Regions from separate parts of the Mus musculus genome. Here regions 2, 3, 4, 5 and 6 are each linked to region 1. A link is a contact called in public ChIA-PET, Hi-C, HiCAR-type and promoter capture Hi-C data. All regions are on one chromosome and are shown on one strand. Each heading gives the region's core, a stretch centred on a gene start, on an enhancer-like site or on the middle of the called end of the contact. The rest is flanking DNA. Distances are from core to core; before and after follow the strand shown.

Evidence for each region. Promoter capture Hi-C pulls out the DNA fragments that hold promoters and counts their contacts. Hi-C and Micro-C count contacts between places; a contact is called where the count stands out from the background. ChIA-PET counts read pairs in DNA pulled down with a chosen protein or histone mark. HiCAR-type assays count read pairs that join an accessible place to other places.
Region 2: a contact with region 1 is called in an RNA polymerase II ChIA-PET map of memory CD8 T cells, with 8 read pairs. The contact joins the promoter of Cenpl here to the promoter of Pigc in region 1. A contact is called at or near these places in 2 of 39 promoter capture datasets (the HPC-7 cell line and pre-B cells) and 4 of 115 datasets of contacts at active chromatin or transcription factors (astrocytes, bone marrow-derived macrophages, large pre-B cells and 1 more).
Region 3: a contact with region 1 is called in a Hi-C map of uterus, with 9 times the contacts expected there. The contact joins the promoter of Klhl20 here to the promoter of Pigc in region 1. A contact is called at or near these places in 4 of 39 promoter capture datasets (embryonic stem cells, hippocampal neurons, liver and 1 more), 6 of 484 Hi-C or Micro-C datasets (the Ba/F3 cell line, CD4 T cells, CD8 T cells and 3 more), 5 of 115 datasets of contacts at active chromatin or transcription factors (the SCID.adh cell line, bone marrow-derived macrophages, large pre-B cells and 2 more) and 2 of 9 other capture datasets (adipose tissue and liver).
Region 4: a promoter capture Hi-C map of hippocampal neurons shows a contact between it and region 1, with 2.9 times the contacts expected there. The contact joins the enhancer-like site here to the promoter of Pigc in region 1. A contact is called at or near these places in 2 of 39 promoter capture datasets (hippocampal neurons and pre-B cells), 1 of 115 datasets of contacts at active chromatin or transcription factors (large pre-B cells) and 1 of 9 other capture datasets (embryonic stem cells).
Region 5: a contact with region 1 is called in a HiCAR-type map of astrocytes, with 3 times the contacts expected there. The contact joins the enhancer-like site here to the promoter of Pigc in region 1. A contact is called at or near these places in 3 of 39 promoter capture datasets (the C10 cell line, hippocampal neurons and pre-B cells), 1 of 15 datasets of contacts at CTCF or cohesin (large pre-B cells), 2 of 484 Hi-C or Micro-C datasets (the C10 cell line and the G1E-ER4 cell line) and 4 of 115 datasets of contacts at active chromatin or transcription factors (the SCID.adh cell line, astrocytes, embryonic stem cells and 1 more).
Region 6: an RNA polymerase II ChIA-PET map of memory CD8 T cells shows a contact between it and region 1, with 13 read pairs. The contact joins the enhancer-like site here to the promoter of Pigc in region 1. A contact is called at or near these places in 1 of 39 promoter capture datasets (stem cell-derived epiblast-like cells), 2 of 484 Hi-C or Micro-C datasets (CD4 T cells and the G1E-ER4 cell line) and 4 of 115 datasets of contacts at active chromatin or transcription factors (embryonic stem cells, large pre-B cells, memory CD8 T cells and 1 more).

Annotation. Positions count from the first base shown.
Region 1 is chr1:161,967,879-161,970,484 of GRCm38.p6, forward strand. It overlaps Pigc (phosphatidylinositol glycan anchor biosynthesis, class C), which reads left to right and starts at 1,310. Exons shown (of 2, transcript NM_001039045.1): 1 at 1,310-1,401; 2 at 2,362-2,606. The coding sequence starts at 2,573. It overlaps 4930558K02Rik (RIKEN cDNA 4930558K02 gene), which reads right to left. Exons shown (of 7, transcript NM_001204904.1): 2 at 33-118.
Region 2 is chr1:161,069,450-161,072,055 of GRCm38.p6, forward strand. Cenpl (centromere protein L) reads left to right here and starts at 1,318. Exons shown (of 5, transcript NM_001159930.2): 1 at 1,318-1,907. Dars2 (aspartyl-tRNA synthetase 2 (mitochondrial)) reads right to left here and starts at 1,211. Exons shown (of 17, transcript NM_172644.4): 1 at 544-1,211. The coding sequence starts at 667.
Region 3 is chr1:161,130,188-161,132,793 of GRCm38.p6, forward strand. It overlaps Klhl20 (kelch-like 20), which reads right to left and starts at 1,292. Exons shown (of 12, transcript NM_001039482.1): 1 at 1,176-1,292; 2 at 202-265. The coding sequence starts at 209.
Region 4 is chr1:161,169,611-161,172,216 of GRCm38.p6, forward strand. It overlaps Ankrd45 (ankyrin repeat domain 45), which reads left to right. Exons shown (of 8, transcript NM_001368766.1): 8 at 1-897. It also overlaps the pseudogene Gm51252. Among named protein-coding and RNA genes, the nearest start is that of Tex50, 12 kb to the left of the region's middle. Within about 2 kb of position 1,286, at least 46 of the 459 cell types and tissues checked have an H3K27ac peak or open chromatin away from gene starts, as enhancers often do. A contact at or near this core is called in hippocampal neurons, where this site is marked.
Region 5 is chr1:161,194,858-161,197,463 of GRCm38.p6, forward strand. It overlaps the pseudogene Gm6185. Among named protein-coding and RNA genes, the nearest start is that of Tex50, 37 kb to the left of the region's middle. Within about 2 kb of position 1,319, at least 272 of the 459 cell types and tissues checked have an H3K27ac peak or open chromatin away from gene starts, as enhancers often do. A contact at or near this core is called in the G1E-ER4 cell line, the SCID.adh cell line, astrocytes and 1 more, where this site is marked.
Region 6 is chr1:161,308,178-161,310,783 of GRCm38.p6, forward strand. No RefSeq gene overlaps it. Among named protein-coding and RNA genes, the nearest start is that of Prdx6, 58 kb to the left of the region's middle. Within about 2 kb of position 1,309, at least 27 of the 459 cell types and tissues checked have an H3K27ac peak or open chromatin away from gene starts, as enhancers often do. A contact at or near this core is called in memory CD8 T cells, where this site is marked.

The sequences.
Region 1 (2,606 bases), core at 60-2,559:
GAAGGCTCTGTCCTCAGAAGCTGGGAAGTTACCTTCTGGGGATGCTCAGGATCAATGGTTTGTTTACCAGGCTGGCCTCACTCAGCCAAGGAATCTTGTCAAACTTTGGAACAAAAGCCTACAGAGAGAGAAATGGAAAGAGATCAGGTTGCAGAGTTTATCACACTTCCGAAGACTAAATCTTAAAGGGAGTCACAGGGCCAGAGAGATGCCTTGGTGGCTAACAGCACTCCTTCCTCTTGGAGAAAAGCCAGGTTTAGTTGACAGCACCCACAAGCCAGCTCATGACTGCCTGTAACTATAGCGGCAGGGGACCTAGCACCTTCTTCTGACCTCCACAGACACCTGGAGTCAGGAGCACATATGTAGACATAATTAAAAACAAAATATTAAAAAAAAGTTAAAATACTTGACCAGTGCTGGTATTACAATAAGCAAAGTAAGCTAACAGCAACCACACAGCAATCAATACATTGCAAACTATTTTAACACGAGAGTCCTCCAACCATTCCATAAGGTGGCCAAGAACAAATAAGCGCCTTCTTTCTTTTACAGACAAAGAATTCAAAGCCCAGATAGTGTGAATATGAATAAATGGGTTCATGCTTTCTGCCTCTGTGTCCACACTATTTAACAGTCTCTATATTTTAAATTCTTCGAGCTTCCATCTATTTATAAATCCTGTGACACTTCCAAGACCCCAGTTGAAAATCAGCAATCTCTCGTCCCAAAGGCTCTCCACCCTCATCTCTTTTAGGTGGCAAAGTCTAGGAAAGGATCCAGCTTTGGAGCCATCCACATTTGGATATTTCTGATCTACTTGCAATTACTAACCAGCTGCCTGACTTTGGTCAAAAACAAACTAATGATCGCATCGTCTCTGTGCAAGTCAACGCACAGGATGCTATGTGAGATCTGGGATCTCCCCGACTCCCCCCCCCTTTTTTTTTTTTTTTTTTTTTTTTTTTTTTTTTTTTGGTGAATACCAGAAGCCTGGTTTGGCACCTATAGGAGGAGGGTTTGGATGCATGGAAAGTCCCTTGGCTGAGAGCCTGTCAACACATGTCATGGTAACCTTGCAGTTACCAGTCTTCCACCAGCCCCGCGACTCTTCCTGCCTTCTCCTGCCTTCCACACCCTGTGAAGTAATTCCCACTGAGGGATTTGCTTCCCAGGCTTAGCATTCCACTAGGAGCAGATTGCCAGGAGAGGAGCAATCAGTAGAGGGCAGCAGTGACCTCGCGGTGTGGAGTCTCGGGGCGGGACGCTTTGGCCGCCGAGTGCTGCGGATCCGGAAGTGCTCCTCCACAGTAGTCCCCTTCCAAGCCGGCGTCCCGGATGTAGAAGTAGCTAGGCGGCCGCTCTTCTCGGTCGTGCACCCCCCTAAAGAGCTTGGTGCAGGTGGGTTCCGGCGTCCTTCGCTGTGAGCGCTTCCGGCTGATCCAAGGCTGGGGCGGGGGTCGGCAGCGGCGGGCGGGGCAGGCCGGTTGGGTGAGTGGTAGCCCAAGACCCTTCGCCGCCCGGTGACGGGGACCTTTCAAATCCCGAGGTCCCAGTGCGTGAGGGCCGACTCCAGGGTGTACGGCTTTTAAAGCAAAGGTCTATCCTAGCCTCCACGAAAAATACAGACGGTCCGGCAGGAAGTTCTTTCTCGAATTTGCTGAATGACCTCTGTGTTTACGACTGGGATGATTGTTTTCTTGATCCTGCGCTAGAGTTTTGCTGTTTCAGTTAATTAGGATGATATAGCACTTTAAAGGATAGTAAGTTCAGCTAATGAACAAAAAAGATTTGAGTTCTTGGTTTGGGCTAAAACTATAGAGAGATCATGCCCTTTTGTACGGTGCAGGTTATTGTCATTCGACCGATAACTTATTCAGATACCTTTGGGGACCTAGTAACGGCTATGGATGGATTCTGTCCCTATAAATTTGCGTAAGTTGCAAATATAATCATGCAAAAATAGTATAAACCTTAGAGTGTATGAATGCCCAAGTTAAGACTGGCTTAGAGAAGGACGACCAGAAGCAGAGACTTTGACACTAGACTTTTGTAGGAGGTCTGGCTCCACGCTGTTAGCCTGGGACCTAAATACTCTACTGTTTTGAAACTCAGATGTCTTATTAGGTAAACTCATAACTGGTATTAACTTGTAAGGCTGTGACAGTTAAAGAAGGTGCATAAGACATTTAACATTCTGAGTTAGATGCAGATATCAATTATTAAGACTACACTTTAAAATGTGAAGGCTTAATGCCGCATTATGTCACCAGACACAATTTATCTAGGCTTTCAGTAAGCCAAGTTGTTTTTTATTGTATCTGATGCCAGCTTCCATATATTTACAGTTCTCTCTTCTAGGAATTTAGCTGTGTTGTCCTGACCCTCAGGACAAACTCATCTAATGCAGGCTCAGCTTGTACTGAAGGCTTTGTAAACAAGGAAAGTTCTGTAGGGTATCAGCATGGCATTTCCAGAGAGTTCTTAATCTACAGATTTATCAAGAACCAGAACCCCATGGACGTCCCTGAGGGAGATTGAGCCAACCTGGATTTGAGGAAAGAATGAGATAATGTGTGCTCAACGTGTAACAGACACCCCAGAAG
Region 2 (2,606 bases), core at 68-2,567, 900 kb before region 1:
AACTCTGGTACTCAGGCTTGGCAGGAAGTGCCTGAAGCCACTGAGCCATCTTGTAGGTCTGATGTAGTTTATAAAATAGCCTAGATTATACAATATCCCTATTGTGTTTACCTGCACAAGTGTCAAGGCCCAAGCAAATAACTGCCCCAAAGGAAAATTTTGCCTTCTGTTTAAAAATCTAAACCTTGTACATAAACTAGCACTTGAAGGGACATAAAATGGTAGCTGTCCATTTTGGTAAGTGACATATAATTTTAGAAATTACCTGCTTGACAGTGCAGTTAGTATTTAACTTTAGTACAAGTATAGTTTATAACAATCATTTGTAAATCAATAAACTATTAGAAAAGATTTTATTTAAATTATTACTTTAGTTTTTCTACTAATAGTATACACTACACAGGCTATCTACTTTTTTTTTATAATCAAGGGGGGGACCTTAATTATAACTAATCAAGAGAATGAATGACCTGGTATTAAAATGCAGTTAGAATCAGGGAAACAAGCTGTCAAAAACAGGCGGAAGCTCGTAGCTGCCTTCACCTGGAATTCTTTGTGAACTCAACGCCAGATTTCTGGAAAGAGAACCCCAGATTGGCCGCATGGTCTTCCCGATGGGTCTGGATAAACCCCTGCATAGACGACTTAACCAAAAACCAAGATACATGTTGAAGTCCCGGGATCCGGAGAGACAATCACGAATCCCACGCTGCAGGTGTGGTGGTGCTCAAAACTCGGTTTTCGGAATACCTGGGAACCCTTAAAATTCTAGTTCCCACGCAAATGCATCCAGACCCTGCTCCGCTGAACGTTCTAGTATCTACAAAGTAGATTGACCTGCAAGGTCTCCAGAGACCTTAGGTGAGTGGGTAGGGGGAAAGCCTTTGCTTCCTTCAGTGCATCAGTTCCCACTTTAATTAAACAAGGCTGAGCCCCGAAGATGCCTCAACAGCAGCGCCAGTGCCAGAGCGCCCCAGCCGGAAGGCCGGCCACCAGGCGCGCGTCCTCCCTTTATTCCCACGTATCTCGAAGGTGACCAGGGCATAAGCAGAAATATAAGGAGGTGCAGCCTCGTGTTTCAACTTTCCCAAACCTGGCGGCCCATCCTGGATTTTCCTGAAAGGTGAAGACGAACAAATCCAAACAGCTCTGAGGTTCAAACCCAGACACAAACCACATCCACAAGCCAGTCCCTCTGACGCCCGGCGAGCGCCAAAGTTACGCAAGGATTCCGGCCAATCAGGACGAGGGCGCCTCCGCCATGTTTATTGTGGGCGGCAGTATGCGGGAAAGTTTCGCACCGGTTGGAAAACGGAAGAACAACGCGGCGCAATAGGGGATTGGGAATTTGAGGCTATTGATTGAAGCCTTCCAAGCCTTGCCCTCAGTTAAAATGACGACTTCAGTTGCTTTCAGTTACGTGAAATCGGAGGGCCACAGGCGAGGCTTTCCGAGTCGGCCGCAGGGCAAGTCGGGAAATGATTTTAAACTGGAGGGCGTGGCGTGTGTGGAAAAGCGCCTAGACGAGCGGAACTTTCAAGTCTACCTTTGATCCCCGGAGAGCTCCGGAGAAGGGTCTTTGGGGACTCCCTGTTTTTCGTGGGCCGGCGCCAGCTTCCGAAGAGCGAGGATCATAGAGCCGGGCAGCTTGGGAAGCCGAGCTGTCTCTCCCGGGGGAAGTCGCAGGTCTTGCTCGAGCCTGAGGGAAGCTAGGTTCACTCCAGGACTCCTGATGTCTCTTCTGAACTCACCGGGGATTGCTTCGGTTCTCTCTTAAGCAGTCATTTTGGCCACTTTCTTCTTCTTAAAAAACCAAAACCTTTCGTCTCGACGTAGTCTTGGAGCAAAACTTGAAGGATGATTCGTGAATCCGGAGTGGATGACAGTGTCTTTACGACATAGTTTTGGTAAGAGCTTTTGGGTCCTCGACTGGCCGTGTACTGCATTTCTTTCTGTTGTGTGACTGTTGTCTTTGCAATGCTTTTGTGTATTTAAGATGTGTACAAACGGAAGCTAACGTCAACGTGAGCGTTAGTATGGGAGCAGTGGGTTGACTTTTGTGGCAATATTGCAGTGACTAACTCAGGGACTTTCTTCATGGACTAACCACAAGAAAAACTACTGAGTTTTAGTTGTGTGTTAGGAACTGAGTACAAGAGAATTTGATGAGAGATATAGTTCCGTGGATACTAGAAAGAGGCTGATAGGACCCTTTGCCACGGGCATAAGAGTCAAAGGAGGCGAAGAATTGAGAAATTCGTAGAACCTTTCCCTCCAGTCACCTGGCAACATAGCAGCGTACTTACTAATAGGGTCGTTTGAGGAGTGAACAGTAGTACCAGATATGTCCCAGGACTAGGGAGGCTGAGGCAAGAGAATTGCCGTGAGTTCTAGGCCAACCTGGGCTACACAGAGAGACTGTCACTCGATATAAACAAAACACCCCCAAACAAAAGAATATTCGTTAAAGGCTTAATCTTTGTTAAGTGCTTACAAACATGCCTGAAAAGTAATGTATACTTAGCAGTTATTGTACTAGTTAGCCTACTTTAAAGAAAGATTCTGTATAAACAGAACTGATGAAGACTCCTATCTAAATAGCAAAC
Region 3 (2,606 bases), core at 42-2,541, 840 kb before region 1:
GACAACACAAAACAACACAACCAAATAAACGAAGTTGCTATTTTCTGACATTACTAGTTTCGATTTACTTGAAACAAGAACGATTAATTCCAAGCAGGATTTGTTAAGGTTTGTGAATAAATAATCGTAAACGATGCACTGTTAGTAGAAGCTTAATTTCAATCACTGAAATCAATGTTTCATATTCTTAAAAAGGCTTACCTGCGCATTGGCTTTCCTTCCCTGCACCATGAAAAGTATCCTTCACCGTGTTCTAAAGCCGTACCTTCAACAAGAGAGAAGTAGTAGCTTACTAAAAACTGTTCGAGTTCTCCAGCAACTTGTATAATCACTTCACTCATTTCGTCTGTAATCAGGAATCTTACATCCTAATGTAATCTTTGCGTAGATGCGCAATCATAATGTAATGCCTTTAAGAGGACTATCACTAACTAAAGATGCTAAGGTGACAGATTATATGTGAATGTGAGGGTGACTGGGAAAGCAGTCAGGATCAAAATAGTCATGATCGCTAGTTGGTGTTTTCTGCTCAAGAAGCACCTGGGGAGTTTTTTGATTTTTTAACTTCACCATCAAGTATATTTGCAGAGTAATCACTTGATACCAGCAGCAGTACTAATTTAGTGACTCGGATAGGAAAAGCATTGTTTTAGCACTGAATCCGAAGGTTGTTAACTTATTCTGAAGTGACAAGCAGGCCGGAGGCGGTTGCCTTTAAAAACAACTCCACTTCCGACCAGCCCAGCCCGGGCAGCTTGAACAAGGGCAGGGAAAGTAGTTCTAGACTACAACTCTCCCAAGCTCTCGTCTTAGTCGCCGAAATATTGTTCACCGCCAGGATCTTGCTGGCTTCCAGAGAGAAAATGGGAGGCAGAGTGCTCGCTCCCTTAGAATTCCAAGTGAAGCTGTCCAGGATGCGGAGTCCTGCGTCCCCAGCAAGCATTGCACAGCCTTGCCCTGGCTTCAAGACACCTCGGGCAGCCAGCAGCAGCGCAGCCTGGAGCCCTGAAAGGCCCGACCGAGGAACCCTACCGTCCCTTAGAGGCACGACTGACAGGCAGCCTAGAAAGCACTGCCCTGACCCCGCCGGGCAGTTCGGCAAGTTGAGCTCATAGATCTGCAAAGCGAGACCTAGGGCTCTGTTCTCCATCCCGTGCTCTAGAGCTCTGACTTACTGGCTTTGACACTTTTCTCTCTGCGGCACCCTCTCTGCCTTCTCCGCCCTCTCTGCCTCCACCTCTGGAGCCGCTAGCGCAGGCAGGATGCGGCTCCTGCAGCGATTTCCTTTCCCTGCACCCGCCCAGATCCAGAAACAGGAAGCGGTCCGATGGCTAAATCCTTCCCACGGAACTGCACGTGTTCGGGCAAGTAGTTCCGTCATGGCTCCGGAAGTAGCTGTGCCTTTCGCTGAGCGTTTCCCAGGACTGGTACCATTAGTCGATCTGACTTTTACAATATACTTAGAGAGCAACCAAATAAAATATGTATGAGGTGAGGGTTTCATTTTTGAGTATATAACTAAAAGTCTGTTGCTGATGTATTGAAAACTATACAAGGCTATTATTAACCAAAATTTCTTTAGCTGAACTTTATTTGACATCTATAGACTCTGTGCAGTTGTTTTTGATAGGAAATATACCTCATATTAATAAACTTGTAGTGGGAATGATTGGTCTTTAAATTCAACTTCTAATTCTAGTTCTATGATACACTTTGTCATTTGGCCAAGTTTTTTCTTCATATGTACCAGTGATATATAAGTAAATAATATATGTACTAGTAACAGCTATGGATACCCCATTTATTATCAAATACTTAGCATATAACATTGTGTATTAGTTTATCAGTTCTAGTATCTCTCTTATTGAAGGATTTATTACCATTTTTCCAAATGGTGGTAGCATTATGTTTCAGATAGTGCCATTCCAGTCGGTACCAAAGCGTTATGTAACTTACAAAAGGGTAAGGGTATCTACGGAGCATAGCCTGTAAGGGTTAGAGCCACAACTTGATGCCGTGTACAATGGTTCTAGATTCTGGCCACAATTATATTATATCTTCCTCCAGAAAGGTTCAAGGATTCTCGTTGGTCCATATTATTGGTACTTTCAACTTTAATTTTTTGCCAATCTGATGGGTATAAAATAGTTTAGATGTACATTTTTCTGATCCATTGAAATGGCATCTTATATGTGCACCTCTCAGGTTTCTTTTGTGTAGATTGTCTAAAAGTCATCTTCAAAGTGACTCAGATTCTTCCAAAATATGAGTCATGATTTTAATTCTTTATAGCTATACAGTTCTATAGCAAGGGAGTTATAAAAACATTAAGGAATGCTAGTAACTAAAATGGGCTTTTAAGCCAGGGTGAAAGTAATATTTCCTATTCTTAACCCATTGATTCCTTCTTAACCTACTACCCACTGTAAGCTGGCTTGTGCTTCAACTACTCTGTTTCTTTTTAAAGGGGAGGAGTTCAGTGTGAATCAGCTCTTCATATTTATGCCAATTAACAAAGTATACATAAAAATAAACATATGAAAAAACTGGCATTTCCAATTATTATAGAACTCCTACAATCCCATAGGCGTCCTCTTAGGGATCCT
Region 4 (2,606 bases), core at 36-2,535, 800 kb before region 1:
GGAAGACATTTTTGTTGAAAATCCTTTATTTTCAACAATTTTGTTGACATCCTTTATGAAAGGAGGCCTCTTTTTTGTTGGGGGCCTTCCTCATACCTAAAGAGCTTGTAAAATAGTAAGTCGGGGAATAGAAGTTGAATTGACGCACTTAGTACTACCTTACTCTCAGTACCTAGAATTGCTTAGTCCTACCTTGTACTCAGAACTCACTCCCTCTTCATTCATTTACGAAGTTGGATTACCATTATAGAAATGCTCCCAACCTTAGCTTATGCCTTGCCTATGTCAGTGTACCACAGACAAGCCATACGCACAGCAAACATTGTGGCTCTCTGTCTGCCCGCTCCCAACTGTGTAGTTCTGAATGTCATGGACCTGGTGGCCCCATGGCATCCTTGTATCTTATTTCAGAGACTCCTTTGATGTGGGGTCTGAATACTTACTTAAATCTGTGTATGTATAACTTCTGTTTTGCTAGAGATGATATCAATTATTACCTATTGTTGCACTGACTTATACGTAGATCAATAGGAGATTTAGATGCCCTTATGCTGTGAGTTTGATGTGATTTCATTAGCTGCATGGTGCTTTCTGACCTTGCATAGACTAATGACTTTTTAAAAAGCACACACTTAACAGTTCAGGAACGCCTCCACAGTATTTGAAAGGGAGGCAATTTAATGTTATGATCAGTTCTAGTTGGTAGTTCTTTAGGTTTTGTGTTTCATTGGTCATAAAAATGTAAAAATATAAAGGTATGGTATTAATGTAACATTAAAATAGCAACTGCTGCCTGTTATCACTGTCATGTAACAAAAGACATTTTAACTCCAAAAAGTAGGGCTACGTGGTGACAGTATGATCCGAATAAATGAAGCTTCATTACAGAATTTTATGTTACACGTTTTCTCATTTTATGCCTCGTATGATAGAACTTTTATCATATGCCAGAACTGACCTAGTGTCTAACTTTTCACGCTCTAGATGTCAAACTGATGTTTTAACATTAAACATTGTAAAAGGGCACAGGTTCGAATCTCCGCCCGCGCGAGCCCCATCCCTGGCCCATGGCCAAGCGGCGTGCGGCTGAGCCGCTCACGTTCCGCGTGCCTTGGAAGCGGCTCCTGCCCAGCGACTTCCCCGAGGAGCCGCCGCTCTGGGTCCCACCGGCTCGGCCCCTCAAGCGCCAGGGGGACGCGGGGGACCAGGGCGGAGCCTGCGTCTGCGCTCCACAAGCGACGCGGCGGCGGGGACCGCATACAGGAGCTGCAGGGTGCAACCTGGAGCCCGAGAGCCACCTCCTGGCGAGCAGGAGGAACACCGGGTCAGCCGGGCGGCGGGAGGCGGCGACAGGGTAGAGAGCGCAGGTAGCAGCAGACGGGTGCACAGCCAGAAGGAAGAGTTTGGGCAGTATAATACATTCCAGTATTGGAGGAGCCCTCTGCCGCCTATTGATCTGGCAGCTCTTGAAGATGTGAGTGCAAACAGCCTGACAGTTTGAGGACAAGAATGAAGGAGTTGAGATTGACGTGGAGTCCTGACAGAAGGATCTGAAGAAATGGGATCACTGAATTTGAGGAGACCTAAAGGAAAAGTTCTTTTCCATACTTGACATGATCCGTTTTTCAAACCTGAAAAATGAGGAAGGGGTTTGGGATAAATAACTACTGAATCTCCTAATGGAGAGCTGTCCAGGGTGTGGTACAGCTGCAGGCAAAATACTTTGTGTCTGCATTTTTAATGAAAAAAAGTTTTGTTCACGCTCTTGACTTTGAAGATGCTTATATTGGAAAAGGAGGTTTTGACAGTTTCAGAGGAAACACTCAGGTCTTCTGAACTTGTTCTGTCAAATGTTCCTTTGCACCACAAAGCTTATTTGTGGTGCATGGAATGAATACGTTTATACAGCTGAGGCTAATAAATTCTTGCTAGTACATCTTATTGGATCCCCTTGGTGGAACAAATAGGAGACGAGTATCGATGCAAAGTTAAAATGTGAGATTGTTTCTGAAAGCTAACCTTGTTTTACAAGAGTGTAAATTTAAACTAGTGAGAACTTCCTTTTGGGTAGCTTGTTTTACCTTTCGCTATTTGCTGTTTATTAAAACAGTACAGGCAACGAATCTAGCCAAACAATGGATAGAGAACAGTAGGAAGCAGCTGCCCGACCCTCCTCCCTTTTCTGAGATGAAAGAAATGATCTGGTCAGTTTACTGATTTTGTTTTGAGGACATTTTTTAATATTACTTTAGACCTGTAGTTCTTAACACTGATAGCACTTTAACCATTTCTGCTCCAGCCCTGGTCCTAGAGAGATGTCATTCAATTATTTGAAGGTGGCTTCACACAAAGGTTTTTGTTTTGTTTTGCACCAATTCTGCACTCATGTATTGTGCAGATCAGGCCAGAACCACTAGACTAGCAGCTTTTCCAGTTTAAGGAGATCACTAGTGTGAGCTGAAGCAATGTCTCTTCATTAGTTTTGTCTGTATCTTGTTATGTTATTTGATTTGTCATTCCTAAGTTATTGTGTTACAGTTTTGTTTTTAATAAAGTACACTGTTTATGTTTGGGAAAAAAGTATTGTAAAAGGCTCACAGTTACTC
Region 5 (2,606 bases), core at 69-2,568, 770 kb before region 1:
TTGGTGTACGAGAGTCATCCAGATTATATTGACCGACCTCTTTAGCAACACACTGACGAACGTTGTTCTCTGTTTCTCACTGGTGTACATGACGTTTTACCTTGGTAAGGCAAACAAACACAAGAACTGCCATCCTACTAGAGAGCCTGGGAGTCCTGGTTTGCCCTGCTCCTTTCCCCTGCTTCATGTCTTCCTCCTGTCTGTTACCACCCCCCACCCACCCACTTGTGTTTTGTCACATCACCTCTCTGTCAGATCTAGTTCTCTCCTGGCCTCTCATTGTAACCTCATGTCTTTGCGCTCCTATGTCTGGGTACTCTTAGCCCTTTGAGCTCTATTCTCTAACCCTACAGTAAGTCCATGGCAGTGCCCTAGAAGCGGAATCGTCATGGAGTTGTTTCTGTCTGGACTCTTGAGCTGCTCACCCCATAAAATGGGAAAAGTTGGCGGAGAAGTTCCCGAGGGCTTTCCAAGCTCGTCATCCTTCACTCACTAGACTAAAAGGTCCTTTCAAATAGCGATCTTTTCTTGAATCTAGAAGGTGGGAAACGAGAGTGGGGAGATCAAGAGTGCTTGTGTCAGGAAGAGAAGCTGGGGCATCGGGTAAGTTGCAGGAGTAACTGTACCCAGCCCCAGTGGGCCTTCCGTTAGTTCAGTTTTGTAAAATTGGGACTTGAGGTGTTTCAGCTCCCAGGAACCATATTAACTATGACCAAACTGCTTTTGCTCCCCTCATACACTGGAGCAACTTTAACCAATGAAGATCTCAGCCGTCTCTTACACCTCTAGCTAAGGAAAGGCAGTTTTCTTTTTCCTGTAGATATATCGCCACCTAGTGGTTGCTTACTGCCCTGAGCCAGTCAAACTAGCGAAAACATTCACGGAATGCTCGTTTCCTTCAGCTTTATTTCTTTGCTCCTTTGTGAAAGTTTTGTGGATGCCTTACTTCAGTTTTTCCACCTCCCTACCAGACTGTGAGCCTCTTGAATATGAGTGGCGCTCATAGTCAGCTCTTCACTCGATTAGTTTTTCCTCCTTTCAGCCAAGCTTAGAGTTGGTCAAATGCCCGACAGTAATTTAATACGTGCTGATCGAATGAACCAACATTCCTTCTCAATGTGTTTTTGAGTAGACAGAATCCAGATATACTCCGTCAATCAGCAACGTTGGGAAATACTTAGCCTCTTTAAGCTTGTCTCTTCTATACAATCGGTCTAACAATACTCCATTTGTGTAAGGCACTGCATGCATTAATGAAGCTTGCTATGCTTGTGAGCTGCGGCTACCCTAGGGACTGGCAAGAGCTCCTTGTGTACACAGCTCCTCCCACCTCCTTCTGAGTGACAGTTGTTCCTGGAGGGGGGCGGGGCGTGTCTCTCTCCCCAATCCCAGACACTTGTTTTTGAGCCTTTGCCAGCTCCCTACTGTGTTCAAGACAGGGTGGCTCATAAATGCTGGTTCATTTCTTCTTCCTAATAGGAATGGAGGTGTTTGCAGCCAATATTTGGTGTCCCCTTAGACAGATTAAATGGATGATAGCCAAGGGCAGAGTGCCAGGACCGGGTCGCAGAAGGCGTTTCAGCCTCCCTTTCACGTTAGAGGATTCCCAGCCCAGACACACACGTTTTCGAGTTGGGATGGGACTCTCACATAATTAACAATACAAGTTCCTTATTTTCATTTATCAATATAACCAAAAATGTTCCGTCACTTTGGCTCAAGTCATTGAAACACAGACATGGGGCTGGCGAGATGGCTCAGTGGTTAAGAGCACCGACTGCTCTTCTGAAGGTCCCGAGTTCAAATCCCAACAACCACATGGTGGCTCACAACCATCCGTAATGAAATCTGATGCCCTCTTCTGGAGTATCTGAAGACAGCTACAGTGTACTTACATATAATAAATAAATAAATAAATCTTAAAAAAAAAAAGAAATGGAAATTGGTAGTCAGTAACTTTATAAAAAATCAATTTCTTGAATGTGTTCAGAAATATATTTGAAGTCATGCTAAGAACTGATGCAGTTAATTACAAGAATAAGCTTTATTTAAAAAAAAGAAACACAAACATTTGATAAAAATGTGTTTAAAACTCAGCAAGAATATATATGATAATAAATAAATCAAGATCATATACATATGTGTATATATATATATATATATATATATGTATATCAGACAAAAATAAGAACTAGCATGTACTCAAAGAAACTGGAAATAAGAGTTTGACAGTTGTCCCCTATCAAAACATTTGCAGAACTGTTAGCTTTACTCAACTTGATTGTTGAAGTTAAATTCGTTAGGAAAGTGCATATATATATATATATATATATATATATGTATGTATATGTATATGTATGTATATATATATCCAAAGTGAAGTTAAGTGAATAGATAAATGAAAAGAATTTTGATAAGTGGTAGACCAGTGGATTAAAATCAGTACTGTAGTAGTCACAACAGTGGTTAATACTGGAATCACAAGAGTGGCCATCCATTGCCATGCACATATGCCAAGGAACATATCATCTAAGTTAATGCTTGCAATAAGGATGTGAGGTGCTATTCACCCCACTTAACACCTGCTTTGCAGACGTGGGGACATT
Region 6 (2,606 bases), core at 59-2,558, 660 kb before region 1:
AATATAATCAAAACATACTGTATGAAAAATTTAAAAAATTAAAACTTAAAAAGATTTTCTGGATACAGTAATCTTGTTTGTAGTTATTTACTTTCTAGGTTTGAAATACATTATTCCTCTCTTTTCTTGTCTTCTAAGTCTGATGATTTGTTTGTTGTTGTAGGTGAATTGGTATTTTTTCCCCTTTACAGCTTTTTTTTTAAAAAGAGATTTATTTATTTATTTTCTGTATGTGAGTGCACTGTAGCTCTACGGATGGTTGTGAGCCTTCATGTGGTTGTTGGGAATTGAATTTCTAGGACCTCTGCTTGCTCAGGTCAACCCTGCTCGCTCCAGTCAGCCCCCGCTCCAGCCCAAAGATTTATTTATTATTATACATAAGTACACTGTAGCTGTCATCTGACATACCAGAAGAGGGCATCAGATCTCATTATGGGATTTGAACTCAGGACCTTTGGAAGAGCAGTCAATGCTCTTACTGAGCCATCTCGATAGCCTCCCTTTACAGCTTTTAATATTGCTCCTGTGCTTCTTGTTCTGACATCTTAACTATAACACATCATGGAGATGTTCTTCTCCAGTGATGTGTATTGCAGAGTTCTAAATACCCCTTGTGTTTTGAAATCCATTTTTCTCTTAAATTGAAAAAAAAATCTGTTTTATTGAATAGTTTAGTTATACCTTTAGTTTTTATACATTTCCTACTAACTGAGAATTTTTATAGTTGATCTCTTGATTGTATTTTGAACATTTTCATCATGTTTGTATACATGTATATGTATGTCTAGGAAATACTACATTCAAACATGAGTAAAGAAATGTGTGTGTGCGTGCATGTGTTTGTGTGTATTTCTGCATCTGTGTCTATGTGTGTGCCTGTCTGTGTGTATGTGTGCCTGAGTGTATGCATGTGTATGTGTGTACATGTGTACATTTGTGTCTGTATGTGTGCATGTGTGTATATGTATGTGTCTGGGTATATATGTGTGTCTGTGTCTATGTGTGTGCATCTGTGTGAGTGTCTGTCTGCATCTGTGTGTGTGTGTGTGTGTGTGTGTATTCTCTTCAGACAGTGTCTTGCTTTGTAGCCCAGGATGGTCTGAAACTCAAGTTTTGGCCTTTCCTCCACTGTTCTGGAATTACTACGTGGATTTATACTACACCCAGATAAGAAAGTTGTTTTTAAGGAAGTGAATGTTTTTGACATTCAAAACTGCTGTTTGGGGTTTTGATGTGGTTTGCAGTGGTGCCCTGGTATGATTTGCTGCTTTACTGTTGTGGTGTCTAAGACACAGAAAGTCAGAGTCAGTGCATGAAATGAATCGGACTTTTACTCAGTCTCCTGGCTGGGATGATTTCCTTTCTAAGGTCTGTTTTATATAAGCTACTCACCTTTTCACTTCCCTCTCGATGTTATCTGATACTGGTGTTCAGTTTTGTTATTGATTGACCACAAAAACCTGGTTCTTTCTTGTAATCATATTGAATCAGAAAGTCAAATACTGAAGTACTTCTGGAGAGATAATTCAGCGGTTAAGAACTCATGCCGCTCTTACAGAAGACCCGAGTTTGGTTCTTAGTACCATGCTCCATGGCTCATGACTGTAGCTCTGGCTTTAGGGAATTCAACAGCTTGCTATTCCTAGGGCACTCAAATTCATGTGCATATACTCATATGCACACAGATACATAGTTAGAAATAAAATAGTTCTTTAAAAAAAAAGTAAAAATTTAGGAATACTTAAACCTACAATCAGCAGTTATCACTGGGCAATAAAGAATGCCAAAATTAAAGCATGCTATGTTCTGCACATTAATTGCTCTAAGTATGGAAATAATAAATGAGATAAAGAAGGTAAGGAAAGAGGAAAAATGGAAGAAAAACGGGTTTAATGAACAAAAAGAAAAGGAACAACAACAACAACAACAACAACAACAACAACAAAACCCCAACATGGTGGGGAATAGAAAAGATCAAGAGGTCAGAAAAAAATTAAAAAAAGAAAACACAGAATCCCCCCAGTGCCAAGAAAAGACTGGGATCAAAATTAGACAAATGCCAGATAAGAAGTAAAATATAAATCATGAGTTGTAAGATCAAGATACAATTATAGTTAAGTATAGAGAGTATAAAGGAGAAAGGCAGTCTTAAAAGAAGAGAATAAGAGGTTGCACTCTAAATGAAGAATATTGTGGGGATAAAATTAAGTGACTATGCTATGTGTATGAAGGGGAATAAGAAATAAAATATAAACGTTTTTAAATACAATAAAGTAAAAATTCTACCAAACTTTTAGGGAAAGTTAAAAAAAAAAAGGATCATGAAGTGGAAAAACAAACACACACGAAGAAAAAAACGAAGAATGGGAAATAAAAAGATGGCGTGTTGTTTCAGGTCCTTGAAATCTGGAGTCTGGCTGTTACAGTCTCGGATGGGAGTGTAGTGGGTGGGCTGAGTGCATCCACACTTGTTTTCCCTGTAGTTTCTGCTGGAGTCGTCCCTTCTTTGGGTAAGTATCCACAATGGCCTCCCCAGCTGCCTTCACTTTAGTGGCTTTCCTGATTTGTGTACTTAGGGCCTGTGATGGCTACATTCAGTTCTTTAC